Regions from separate parts of the Rattus norvegicus genome. Here region 1 is linked to region 2. The links are chromatin contacts, called in public Hi-C maps. All regions are on one chromosome and are shown on one strand. The core of a region is the stretch at or near the end of the contact, and the rest is flanking DNA. Distances in the headings are between cores, read along the strand shown. Region 1 has its middle 240 kb from the start of Fat1. Region 2 holds the start of Fat1 (FAT atypical cadherin 1).

The links. Hi-C and Micro-C count contacts between places; a contact is called where the count stands out from the background.
Region 1: a contact with region 2 is called in a Hi-C map of hepatocytes, with 1.9 times the contacts expected there. The contact joins the enhancer-like site here to the promoter of Fat1 in region 2. A contact is called at or near these places in 6 of 12 Hi-C or Micro-C datasets (the A7r5 cell line, Schwann cells, hepatocytes and 2 more) and 1 of 1 datasets of contacts at active chromatin or transcription factors (oligodendrocytes).

The regions. Positions count from the first base shown.
Region 1 is chr16:54,261,526-54,268,623 of GRCr8, reverse strand. No RefSeq gene overlaps it. Among named protein-coding and RNA genes, the nearest start is that of Fat1, 240 kb to the right of the region's middle. Within about 2 kb of position 3,508, at least 11 of the 93 cell types and tissues checked have an H3K27ac peak or open chromatin away from gene starts, as enhancers often do. A contact at or near this core is called in the A7r5 cell line, hepatocytes and liver, where this site is marked.
Region 2 is chr16:54,023,083-54,029,953 of GRCr8, reverse strand. It overlaps Fat1 (FAT atypical cadherin 1), which reads left to right and starts at 1,345. Exons shown (of 27, transcript NM_031819.2): 1 at 1,345-1,519.

The DNA.
Region 1 (7,098 bases), core at 2,259-4,758, 240 kb before region 2:
TTAAAACAATGCTGCACGCTGGAAAACAAATGCACATTAATGTATACAGCTTCCCCACTGATTTCTTGCTTCGTTCTTCTTGTCTGTTTTGACTAAAGCTGTATTCCACACCACACAATAGTTTGCAAGGTTACCAGACACTTCTGGAATACTTGGAAGCTAAGTAATTGATCTGGTGTTCACCCTTAAAGGGGAATTATGTTTCCAAATGAACAAAGCCAGAGAAAAGAGGAACATGCACACATGTTGGAGACAACAACAAAAGCGAGACATTGAATTATCCACGTTCTAAGGCTGAAGTAGAAAATGAACGGTTCTCATTCTGATTCAAGCCCTGCCTTCCCTGCTCAGCAGATCGTCCCCATACACTCAGATTCTTAGCCAGGACAGAGACCTAGCAATCCTCCTCCATTGCCGAGTAGAATTAAACTTACAAGAAGATGTGCGCCTCTTCCTTACAGATGGAGAATATTTCCTGTAATGATGCTAACATTCATGCTCTGATTTCTCTAATAAAGAAGAACTGAAGGTTCTCTTTTCCTGCTTCAGTCCTTCATACTTGGGACCGAACCAAACCCATATTGTTCACTTTAATTGCAAAACACTTCATGTCCTAGCTCCATTCCACCCCACATCCTGAACTGACCCCACCCCCTAGTATTTGTATGTTTAACATGTCTCTGAGAATAAATGATTCTGTCTGTCCTACTTGAGGTAGAGGGGAGACCCTAAAGAAGTCTGAGTCCAGAGAAAAAAGAAAGAACACTTACACAGAGGTATCCCCTGGAAAGATTGCTTGCTGCCACTCAGTGGGATCACAAATGTCCTGCTTTCTCATTTTCTCAAAGAGTGGGTTGGTTATTGAACATTAAAATCATTTTAAGTTACTTACTACTTCTTTTGCATTTTCCTCTCTGTCTGCATGAAAATAAACTGATATAAAATGTAATATATTTGGTGCATATTTAAAATAAAGAATATTGAAGTAGTTAAATACTATACTCGGTGTGAAATACTGGTTGAAATGTGTGTAGATTTTATTTTAATCATGGCTTTGACAGTAAGATAACGTTTTGAATTTGTTTACTGACAGACAATTCGTTTGGTGCGGATTATATGTTTGCGCATCTGGCAAAGAGAAACACTGTCTTTGCCTGAGTCTATCCTTCAGCAGACACTTGGAATAACAAACAGTGTTGGACTGAAACATGGTCTCCTCGTGGAATAAAGGGTAAGTTTTGCTGATAGTCTTGGAAGATAAAGATGAGGGCCCTCCACAGTATTCCATAGCCATGCCTAGTATACAGTGCAATACAATAAAACCAAACCAACCAACCAAAAAAGTTTCCCTCTAGACAAAGAACAACTATATCACTTTCTCCTTGTAAAAAGATACCAGCATCCTGCCAACATTTTGTCCTAAAATGGAGCCCATTATTTATTTAAGTGGATACCAGGCTTAGAGAAACAGTCCAAAAGACTCCTGATACACAGTTTAGATGCTAATATTATTGTGAAAAAATGAAATTCCCCATGTATTCTTCAGTATTTATTTCAGCATTCTTTTTTATTTCTCATTTTTAAAATGCATATTTTTGCTTTTGAGAAAGAGTCTTAAGTGTCCCAAGCTGGCCTTGAACCTCCTAGGTGGCCAAGGATAATTTTGAACTTATGATGCACCTGCTTCTAAATGTCTGGTTTATGTGGTGTTGGGAGCTCACCTCACAGCTTCAAGCTTGCTACCAGGCAAGCTTTTACCAACTGAGCTACGTCCCTTGGCCCATTATCTCTAGCCGCTCACATTTTAGCTTGACTTTCTAGTAAAATATCAGAATCTTCACAGTTGTTAATACTATTCTTTTAAAAGCATATTACATGCGAAGATAACAATGACATGTTCATTTCAAAAGCACTTCACGTGCATATTTCTTTGAAAATCAATTTCTTATCAAATTGCATTGCCTAACAACAGCTTTGGAATCCCATGGTGGCCTTATCTTCTGTGTTTCTGTTGTTGTCATCATGTGTTATTGTTTAATTTTTGGATGGCATCCCAGTTCATGTAAATTCCTCATCTTGACTAGGTTCTATAAGGAAAGACCTTCTAGTCACAATAATTAAGCTCCGAACTGAGCTTCTTTAAGCTCTTCTTCTCATTTATGGAATATGCCGAAAACAGTGCCCACTCCAGCCCTCCCCCCTTTTTTGTCTTAAGAGAATATAGCATACTGTCACAAGCAACCCCTGTGTGTTAGGCTTCTCCACACCTGTGGATGGACATCTATACATGATTTCAGATATCCTGGACCCTGTAGCCTCTCTTGTACCAAGCAACATGAATAATCTGTCAGAATTAATGGCATCAGTAGCTGAGCTCCCCACAAACCATCTAGATCTATCTGCAACAATGCCCAACTGAGAACAAGTCCCTGGTAGGGAAAAGAGAAGCTTTCCCTTTTGAGCTGCTTCCCCGTGCTTGGGTAAGTAGGCAGGACGATCTTAGACCTCCCAGAACTATCTTCTGGCCCCTTTAGGTAAGCTCAGCATTGAACAAAGAGGACGACATCTCAGCAGAGGTCAGCTTACCCAACGGTGAGTCATGAAGTCTGAGATGATTCACCCTACAACAGCACATAACTGAAACGCACTCAAGCAACCTTCTTTCCCAGACTTCTTTGCATTCTGCAGAGATCTCTCTTTCCATATTGAGTAGGAAAGACAGAACCAGCATCCACTCACCTGACCACTCAATAAGGAATTCTCTTCCTTCCCCCTGCCCAGCTGTTGAAACTGTGCGTTTAACCTCAGGAGCATTCTACCTTCTTTTATGCTCCGAGTACCACACAACCTAGAAATAGGAAGTTCTCCAGGCCACTGACCATGTCTCACCCAATATAATATAATGTTACACCCTCTGGTAACCTAGGATTTAGTGTACATTGCCTCTGTTTTATTTGAGTAAATGCCTGTCCCACTGGCTAGAGCTAGTGTCCTTTTACCTCTCAGTGTCAAACATGGGAAGTCCCCAGTATAAATCTGTTGAGCTGATTATCGCCTCAGATTGTTCATAGAACTCAAGCTTGTTGATAACTTTTACTTATTTTTTTTTAAAGCTGACTTTAAAATGTCTTAACCGAGTATGCAATTTCCAACGTCAGATCACGAGGGATATTTCTCCCTCAGAAAAGTAGGTGGAATTGTTCTCTTGCTTTCCTTGTTACTAAACACACAATGTTTTATGACTGGGGATTCAGAAGGAACTCTACTTGTAGACCTTCAAATGCTGCAGTCTAGCATCCAGCAACTAGACATGGAATGGGAACTCAGGTTATTATTTCTATTAAATTAAAATGTATTTTACGAATTAAAATATCCACTTCAAATCATGGTGTGTTGTGAAAACTGATGGATTTCCTGTCACAGATCAGATTCTGTGGAAAACCCGATAAACTTTGGAGCGTGTCCCCACTTGTTAGCCCGGCTACTATCACAGTCAGGGTGTGCTTTGTTCGCCCTGGATAGCCAAAGTCCATGTTTCTCCTTCTGTTTGCTTATAAATAGAACCACGTTGCTATGGATGTGTCACCAAAAATATGCAACCGGGAAGCAGAGGAACAACTATTACATACTAAAACTTAGGTGTTTTTTTTTTAAATAAGCATCTCCATTCTCAAAGTATGTAATCATGTTTAAAAGAAGACTTCCTGAAGCAATGAAAAATGATTTTAAGTTAAATTATAAGATATTTAAGAAAAGGGGGCAGGGGAGAAAATGGTTTAGAGGGTATCAGGCCCTTGCAGTGGGAGTCTGTTAGGGAAGAGTGTTGTATACATGAGACAGTATAAATAGTTTAAAGTTAAATGATCAAACTGCAGGGGACGCTTTTCAGTACCTCACACAGCAGGGAGGAAGGAAAAGATATCGGATATTGTCGGCTTCCAATGTAAACAGACCTGAGAAAGGGTCACAAAAGGCCTGGCACTGACTTTCTTTTTTCCCCTGGAAAAGCTGGTACACTGTATCCCTTGCTTTAAAAGTTAACTAAATATACAAGGCTTAGGCCTGGGGATTCAGAGAGGACTCCACTTAGAGATCTTTAACTGCTACAGTGTAGCAAATTCAGGAGCTGGAAACTGAGTGAGAGCTGAGATTAAAGGCAAAAGGGAAAGAAACGACTTTGCTTCCATAGAGGACTTTAAAAATCTACATCAGGGTCAAGAGAGGGAAGGGGCTTTCTCCCTTCTGAGGAAGGAAATCCAGGATGTTCACTGACAATAGCCGTAGCAGCAATACTCTGATTCTTCATGCAGAGGTAGACCCTCCATGTAAGAAATAAAACATCATGTATATACTTAACTTCTTATGATGTTTTATTCCTTACATTATGGCCTCAAATACTGAGGGTCTAGTTATGTGACATTCAGTCTCAGTTTTTAATTTTTCCCCCTTCTAGTTGCTATTTGACTGGTTTCTGTTTATTAGCCTTTTTACTGAGGAGGGCTGACAGCTAGCGTAGACCAAGTCAATAAGCCAGTTAGCTGCTGCTACTCAGAATTGGAGGTAGGCATTTTCTTAGGAAATGTCTTGGGTTCCATGAGGGAAAACAGGGACCGACATTTACATTGTTATCTCCTAGCATCCAGTATAGGTCCTTACGCTCAATAAATATGCAGTAGACATTTCTGTAATTAAGAGGGAAATAAATCAAATTAGATGTGGGCATTTACATGTTACCTCATATAACTTGTCTTGCCTTTACATGAACAACTGAAAGTAGGGTTAATAGAATCCTCATGGCACATGAGTCTGTCAAGCTGTGATCTGGTTTAGCTCTTCAGTAATACCGGCTCCCTTGATCACCATCCAAGCCCCAGGTTGCTTCACAGTTTCTAAGACAGCAGATTTCAAATAACTTTGCTGCAACCTCGAGTCAGAAATAAATTTTACATCAATCCCCAGCACATGAACCTCTCCTCTCTACTCGCACACACATACACAGATGTGCATACACATGCTAAGGAATGGAGAAGAGGGTGGAAACAGATATATATGTTTTAAAAATAAAAGAGAAGTTGTTTTAAACGATATCAAACCTTGCCTTATAAAATTCACTGATATAGTATATTCTATATCATTTTAAAGTGGTTTCTGCAACTGATGAGCTCACTTTCATAACTGGTTAATAGCAAGTGATCTGTACCATTCAAAATCAGCCCTTAGGACCCCCTTGACAACATCTGAACGTTGCGATGAATCCAGAGAGGGACTGGCATCTTGGGTGACACCCCTCATCAGAAAGAGATAGGATAGCAGTGTTCTCTGACAGTTCTCAGCAACTGACTGAACTTTCCAATTCAAGATTTAGAAAATGTAGATAGATAGATAGATAGATAGATAGATAGATAGATAGATAGATAGATAAAAGATATATAGATAAATAGATAAATTATAGAATATTGATAGTAGACATGTAGATGACAGACAGACATATAGATGTCTTCTGCAGTTCTCAGTAGGCCACGTGCTGTGCTCTAAGTCCTTAGATCATGTACTCAAAGCAGCTCTCACAGCTCACTTGCAACTCCAGCGTTGAAAAAAATGCAGGGCCTTTTCAACAACTCCTATAAGTGAGTGAGAAAAATGGGACAGCAGTAACAATGACATTAAAAAAAAGAATGTCCTTTGACGTTGGCATTCTGTATGGCTGATGGGAAGCTCAAAGCACTCGAAGGAGTGGGAAATTACCCTAAGGGACTAAAACAAATACCTGAATAGACCCATCAAACACTGGCCCCTTTGTCTTGATTAGCTTGACACTCTCTGTCCTACCATGGTGCACATCCACTCACCAGTATCTGGCCAGATAGAGCTGCTTTGAAAACAAGCTGTGATATTAAACACATAATATTAGAGATATACCATGCACTGTTTTTCCACAGAGCATGATTGCATATCTCTCATAGATGAAGGTCAAGTTTATGCCGGGGAACAATCCTAAGACACTCAATTTGGCTGGGAGTGGGGCCTTGTGAGAGGCTGGCACTTGAGGACATAATATACAGTCTGTTCTGTTCAGTTCTTTCAAAGGGAGTAGAACAAATACTCAGTAGCTTTCCAGTGTTACAAGACGAAGGCTGTAATGAAGGAGGATTGAGGTCAAATGAAATCATTAGAGGAAGAACAACTTCATGGACAGCGGGAGTTAGTTAGAGGACTCTGTAGAGAACAGATGCTTGAGCATGAGAAGGCCAAGAGAATGTTACCAAGGGTACAAGAAGCAAAGCGATGATTGACAGGTGGAACACCAAATGCAAAGTTGTTAGCTCACGAGAGAAAAACTTGAGGGCAGGAAGAAAATAACACAACAAGGAAAACTAAAGATGGGCCACCGTGACTCTCTGACCTGTTTGTGGGAGAAGCCAAGGAAAAGGACATTTATATCTATGAGTCAAGTATTACCTTAAGTCATGGAACTGGATGAAGAATCCTAAGAGGACTGAAGAGCACAAGGTGTAACTCCCTTCTGGAGTTGACTCATATCTGAATGACTGTTTCCTGCTAACACAACTCAGTTCTACCCAATATCACCATCATCACCATCATGACAGTTGATGTTAATCAAGGCATAACCAGGGACTTGACACGTATCATCTCATTCAAACTTCACAACAGTCTAGTGGAATGGATTCTATTATTAGTTCCATTTTCTCAAGGTCATTGATCCATTGATAGTCAGATGGACTGAGTCAGTCTTTGAACAGTGTGATCTGATTCCGAAATACCTGGGCCTTTACATCATATACTATTCTGGTTTCTTTACCTCCACGAAGATCTGCTGCCACATTCCCAGGCTCTCTGTTGAGCACAGAGTCACGCTGCCTGTTGCCTCCCAAGGGAACGCTGCCCATCACTGGTCCTCACGGACACTCTTGTTTCTAGAACTATTTCTTACTGCCTTTTTCTGGGCTTCCTTTAAAACTACTTAGTTAAAGCTTTAAACCTAGATTGGCTGCTACTCTTGGGCACATTCATTATTGCCTAAATTGCAAGTCATTGAGTGAAGACTTAGCAGGAGAATTTCAAAGCTCCTCCACTACT
Region 2 (6,871 bases), core at 96-2,595:
GGAGCAGTTCTCAAGCCTAAGCACACACTCAGAACACTCAGTCTCTTCATCTCTTTCCTTAACGTTTGAGCCCGCTAGTTTTGTTTGCTCTTAATCTCTCAAAACTACACAGACTGATATATTTACGCAAAGGGATGAAAATATGTTCATAGAATCTGCCTCCAGCACCATGCCCTGCTTTCCCAGACTCCTTCAAATCTAATAATAATCGTTTGGGGCAGTGTCAATTTACATAAATGGCTCCCTTAGACTCTCATGCTGTTCAGGAGATGCTTTTTGGCATGTTAGTGGCATTAAAAAAAATCCCACGGCAGATATTTTCCCACAGCCTGGACACTTATATAAAAGCGACATATTCATTTATACATTAAGCTTTAACAGGGCTTGCATTTTTGCAAATTTATGTTGTTTCGAGGTGTAGACAATTGATTTGTGTATTAGCCATTATCACTACAGATTACTTGTAAGATACGTTAAAATTGGCTCCGCCCCCATCGCTTCCCCCTACCTCTGGAAATCTATGATTCAGACTAGGTCTCAAGACAGAGGAGCATTTGGAAAGGATTTGGAGATTAAAAAGACGGTTTTCAACACAAAGATCACAAGCAGCGTTGGACAACAAGAACCATTTAAAATTTAAATAGTTTAAAAATTTAAAACATCACATCTCCAGAAGTTGGAGGACGACAAAGTCCGAGTCGTCCAGTAAGCTTGCAGTGACTGATCGCGCTTCTGCCCAGCAAAAACCCGGACAGGCGACACGGACACGTTGCGACGAGTTTCAGCTGCAGAAGAGGAAGAGCATCACCTGCAGTCCGAGGCGTGGGAAACGCCGCGGGACCCGGTGTGGAAGCCCGGGAGGCGAGCGCAACGGGGGACCTTGGCTGGCTGATCCGGTGGTGAGTGCGAAGAAGCCAGCGCTCGGCGGAGCCCCAAGACTCCGCGGGGAGGAGAGGGACGGACATTTCTTCGTGGGGACGGCTGCGGCCAGGGAGATCACTGCATCGGGAAACCTGGCGGCAGCCTGGGCGTTCTTAGCTGCAACTGGCTGGGAGGCCGACTGAAGCTGGAGAACCCGGTCAGCGCCGGGGAGTCGGGGGCGAGGCGGGGCTCTGACGTCACCTCCCCTCCCCCAGCCGCTCCTAGAGGGAGGAGTAGGGAAAAGAGGCAGAGAGATCCGCCGCAGTTGCCGGCCGTAACTCCTCAACTCGGCAGCTGGCTGCCTGGACATGTTCTGACAAACTTGGCTTCCCCTCGGCCCTCTCTCCAGACCTCGTGCGCGCTCTCTCCACCTCTTTTGGTGCTCAAACTTTCCCCGGGTCGAGAGCCACTGGAAATGCGCCCACCTGAGTCCCGCCAGCACTGGAGGAGGATCGCGCTCTGCTTGGGGATATGCTGAAGATCCAAGGGAGGCAAAGTTGGTACTTCGAGCCCGGATCCTAACAAATATCCAATCGGCGTGGGAATTACCCAACTGCCGGGGACTGTAAGGAAGAACACCGAGGACCGGGCTACTGTGGTGAGTTCTTTGTTCAGTGCATGCCTTGTAGAATTTTAAGTTTAATCGTGAATGAAAATAACGTGAGGGGTGTTTCACTGTAAGCGAGTGGGGGAATTCGTGTGTATCCTACGTGATCTGCGCTCAAGAAACTGGACTGCCCGCGGCCTTTACGGGGCGCGGGAATGAAAGGCAGGCATGCGCAGCTTTTGGAATTCGCAAAATACACACAGAGCACTGTTCAAAAGAACTTGAGAAGTGAAGCCGTTTGTGCATTATTTTCAGTGTAACTTGTTATAGAAATGGTGCCCAGGGAGGGCGCGTTGGGGACTGGGTGATCTGCAGTGGCGCAGCGCCCTCTAGTCCGAGCATTGGGCAAGGCGCGCTCTCAGCTCCTAGTTCAGTGCAGACCTCGAACTTGGACCTGCCGGTTACTCTTAACGACGTGGACCAGACAGAGCTTGATCGCTTGCACCCTCGTCTTCATTTACACCGGACGACACTTAATATATTTCAAGAAAAATCAGCTTGGGTAGACTGAATGTAGAGGCAGTGCTGGGGGAAAGGGTTTATTTTATTTTATTTTTCTTTTTTTGGCGGGGGGGGGGGACAGTTTCTCTTCCACCTAATTTCAATGAGGCTCTGGGGACAGGGTCAAAGAAGATCGACTATTTAAATGATGTTCGCGGAACTTGAACAACACGTCTCTTCATGTGAAGGCAATTCGCTCGTGGTCAAAAAGGTATCTCCATTTCGTTCCGTTGGTGGCTCAAGGATTAGCAAAATGAGGCAACACAGGAGACTGCATTTTTGGCTTTTTGCGGTTCCTGTAGCGACCAAGTGCAACTTCTTACCGGCAGTGAGATCTATTAGTAAGCCTGGATATTTAGGATTCTTAATTAGATATTTTAGTCCTAGTAAGCACCAATATATCAATGATTTTTTTTTTACAGGAATTCCTTTGTACGACTTACAAAATCCAGTGGTGATTTAATGCTATGGAGCGATGTGTTTTTATACTTTTTATTGTCCTTTCCTTCTAGCAGCTCTGCCCTAAGCCCTCTCACATCCCCTCCCCCAACGGCTTGCTTTGTGTGTGTGTGTGTGTGTGTGTGTGTGTGTGTGTGTGTGTGTGTGTGTGTTTTGTTGAGAGTTAAAATTCCGGGGAGGCTGGGGGGAGGTCGCAAACTGGTTGAGCTTGGAGATCAGGTCTCTCACTTTCGTAGCGTTCACTGACCGGTAACTCTGCGAGCACTTTGCGCAATTGTTGCCGCGGCCGGAGGAGTCTTTGGGTTACGAAGATGTTTGCTTTTTCTGGGTGTTGTGAATATATGTGTTCTAAGTAGTGAGCAGGGTACGAATTCAGAGGTACGAATCAGCACACTCATTCCGCATGCAGGCACTACTTTTTCTTCCCAAGCGTAACCTGCTAGACACCATTATTTTTTCAGCCACCTTGCTTTAAGATGGCTTAAGAGGTGACATTAACTTTGAGCCAAAGGAATACACTCTAGACCCTGTCTGCCGTGCAATTCCCTCTGCAGCTCCCTCCACCCGCTCCAAGGGAAATCTGATCTCTGCGTTCTCGCGGCGTTAAAATGTTCGAGCCCCACAAACTTTCCGAGGTCGAGTCCTTCTTTTTCTCTGGGCTGCGTTCCAAAGCGTGGCTGGCTTCGGTTTAGTCTCGTTTGCTCATCAGCCGGTACCTGGAGCTCTGCAGGAGCCGGGGATAGACTTGCAACCCTGGGATGCGCTGGCTGGGCGCTCGGCCGCCAGAAGGAGTTCTGCAAGTGGGGAGCCTTGCTCGCCGGGAATCTCCCATCTCGCACGAGAACTTGTAGCTGAGGGGCCAGGCTCACAGATTACGGGACCCTTGGGGCAGAATTAAGCGCCGAGAATGCGTTTAGGGAGGCTCAGCTGCCTTTGTCCTACAAACCCGGGGATTGAGGGGGTGCGCGCGGAGGGGGGGGGCGGTGGTTGGCGTCTGTCTCGGAGGCTGGCATTGGGGCTCACCGCCGCGATCCGGGAGGGTCTGAGGTCCAACCGTGTCTGAATTAACAGGTCGCGGGAAAACTTATGCATTTCCCTTGGCCTAATGTGGATTTCAGGAGGAAGTAAATTCCGACCAAACTGCATTCCTTTCCAGACCCTCTGTAGTTTTTCACCCCAGCGGCTGCAGCCTGGGAGCTAGGCATTCAAATGCGGATTCGGGGATTTCCTGGAGGTTGGGGAAAAAGTCTAAAGGAATGCGGTGGGGGGGGGGGGCTGTTCCTTAGGTCCTAGGTGACTTCTTCCCCTTTCTGTCTTTTTTTGGGGGGGGGGCGCAAATATTTCCCCACTCCTAGCAGGGAGCACTCAATAAAATTCCTTTCAACAGGAGCAGCAGCAGCAGCAGCTCCATGTTCTAGCACCGTCCCCAAACTGTCCCTCTCAGTCCGGTAAGCTCCTCGAAGGCGCTCGCCTCGCTCCACGTTGGACGCTAGTCTGGATAGCCCCCGGGGCGGGCGCTTCTGCCCGGGGGCGGGGCGGCCTCGGGCTGCGCGCACGGAGTCGGGGAGTCTCGGCGCTGGCGAAACGAGAGCCGGCGCTGGCAGGCGTGGCCGCGGGCGGAGGGATACACACGGCGGGGAGCTGGGGCGCGCGGGCCGGGCTGGACGAGGCGAGGCTGGACGGCCAGCGGCGCCATGCGGACGTGCGGGCCCAGTGCGGCTCCCGGCACAGCGGGCTCCGGCAGCCGGGCACGCTGAGCACCGGGGCTGAGCACCCGGGCTGTGCGCTCGAACGCACCGCCGCTACTTGGGAGCCAACTTTGCAGTAAGTTTGCTGAGGGTGGAGTGGAGTCTGGGCCGGGGGTGGGTGCCCTCCCTCCCACGCTTCTCCCGCTGCACTGTGGCCGGGGCTGGTGCCAGTCCCCTTGCCCACTCGCAGAGTTGAGTGGCGGCTCCAGGGTGCGGAGGCGGAGAGATGGAGGGACCGGCGGGACGTGGAGGGAATGGTGATTGCGGAGTCCGCGTCCGGCGCTGCGGTTCCCAGGCCAGCATGCTACTCCGGGTAGCGCCAGGCTGTCTGACCCGGGAACACGACTGCGGGCTCCGGGTTCGACTCCTGTCCATCTCGGCTTTGGAGCGGTCTCCAAGTACAGAGATGAAAGCAGAGCCGATCGCTTGAGCGTGAGATCTTTGAAATGGAGTCGCTGAGTTTCTTAGATGTTCTGTGCCCGGAGGAGTGCAGCGCTGAGGTTTACTGCGGCTCCTTTGCAAGGCTAAGCCTCCGGGGAAGTGTACGCCCGGGCAGTTAGTTCCCTGTCTGTTTTCTGGAAGATAAACTTATGAGATCCTTATTAAAAGAGAGGGTCTGCTTCACAGTCCTCCCTGTGATTTCTTTTAGGAAGCTAACTTTCCGCTGTCTTGTTAGAATCCCACCCCCCACTGATGGGAATTACAGAGTCTTGGAAACAAGGAGACAATTGTGTGTTAGGGCAAAGTAAATTCGCAAATATTTTCTATGTAGTTAATTTTTTTTCATGAGCCTGAACTATAGTTTCATTAATTAGTTTTTGTTAAGCAACTCCCGAGTGCTGGTAGAGTTTTTTGTTTTTTTTTTTTAAACTGGGAATTTACTTAGATATTAGAATCAAAAAAAATTTAAAAGGCACATGACTTACCTTGGCAAAAGCTGACTTGTGTTGCTTCATATATTCCATATTTAATACTTTAAGAGCATATTTTCATGTCCTGATGCTAAGGGATATTGATGTTTTTCATATCAGTTTTAGCCACACAAACAGTTGTTGCCTGTACTCCATAACTATATTGGTTCATTCTGGGTAATTTGACTTTGCATCTCGGGTTCATTAGTCTTATCTAGGTGTTAGAACTTTGCCTCTCTCCCTGTTTTATGATATACAGATATTTAAAATATGATTTTTTAAAAAAAATTGGTGCAACTCTCCTTGTGGCTGAGGTAGTATTTTACAAGTGTAGTTTAAGTTTTGTTTAAAAAAAGTTTGCCCTTGTGTGCCCATTTCTTGAAAAATTAACATCTTAAAGGAGCCAGAATCTTATTTCAAAAACCCCACTGTGAAAGGAAGCAAGGTTGTTAGAGACCTTCACAAAGTCATTTGGGCTACCTCTGAGTTCATTTTTGTGGGTAAGCAGCCTCCCCACAGGTCTTTATTGGTTTCACATTGTGTGGTTAGTAGAGAGTTCACTTTATACCAAAGATGTATGCTCAAAGTAATAAAGATTTCCTTTAAATAGTCCCCCACCCCCACCCACTCTAGGGTACGCGCTCAGATTCAGCTCTTGGGCATCTTTGGAGAAGGCCTTTCTCTCCGTGTTAGAAGTGGAAGAGGTTTTAGGAAATTGATTCTCTGTGTAATAGTCTTAGAAAGCTTGCCTGAGCTACCTGTTTTCCACTTAGGTCTGGCTGGTTTTACATATTCTCAATAAACCAAAACCAAGTGGGTGTATTATAGCATCAAACGCTGTCTAGTTGGCTGATTTGTAACCTGAAGGACTTTAGTTCGTAAAGAAAGTGGAAGGATCCCACATTTGAGTCTTCATGGTTGGGAATTTACAGTAGGAAAGTGTTCTTTTTTTTTTTTTTTTTTTTTTTTTTTTTTGGAGCAGATTGTGTGGAAGGTGAAAGCGAGTCTCAGTTGTCCAATTTGGACATGTCCGTTTGTCTTTAGACCTGGGAAGGTGTTTTTAAACCATTTAAGATCAGAAAGTGGATAGTTCTCCTTTGCGAAGAAGCGGTTCTACTTAAAAACTTGTCTGTTGACTATTTTCCAGGATACGAAAGTGCTTTCACGATTATTTTTAATGTGTATGGTTGTTTTGCCTGTTTGTATGTCATGTGCCACGTGTGTGCCTGGTGCCTTCAGAAACCAGAAGAGGTCTTCTGGAAATGGAGTTGACAAATGGTTGCAAGTTGCCACGTGGGTGCTGGGAATCAAATCTGGATCCTTGGGAAGAACAGCCGGGCTCTAAACCCCTGAGCTATGTCTAAGTGCCTTCTCTTGAAAGGTCCAGATTTAAATGCTTCTCAGATTCTTGCTCAATTCCAAGAGCTCATGGTATACTTGACGAGAAATACATCTGTTATGTATTTTGTACCAGCCCTTTGGGAATTCAGTCACTAGAGTGTTCAATCATGGGGCTCGGTGACAGGTCTGCAGGTATCACCTGTAGGCAGTTCTGAAGGGTTTCGAGGTGGCGGTGACCTAATTTTGGACCAACTAGGAATTAAGAGCCATTTAAAGGGCCACCATCTCCAGTGCTGTTCCTGGCCTGATGGTCGTCCCTGAATTTTTTTCTGTTAAGGGAGCAGAAGCACTCTTTTATTTTCCTTTTGTGTATCCTCTTTCAT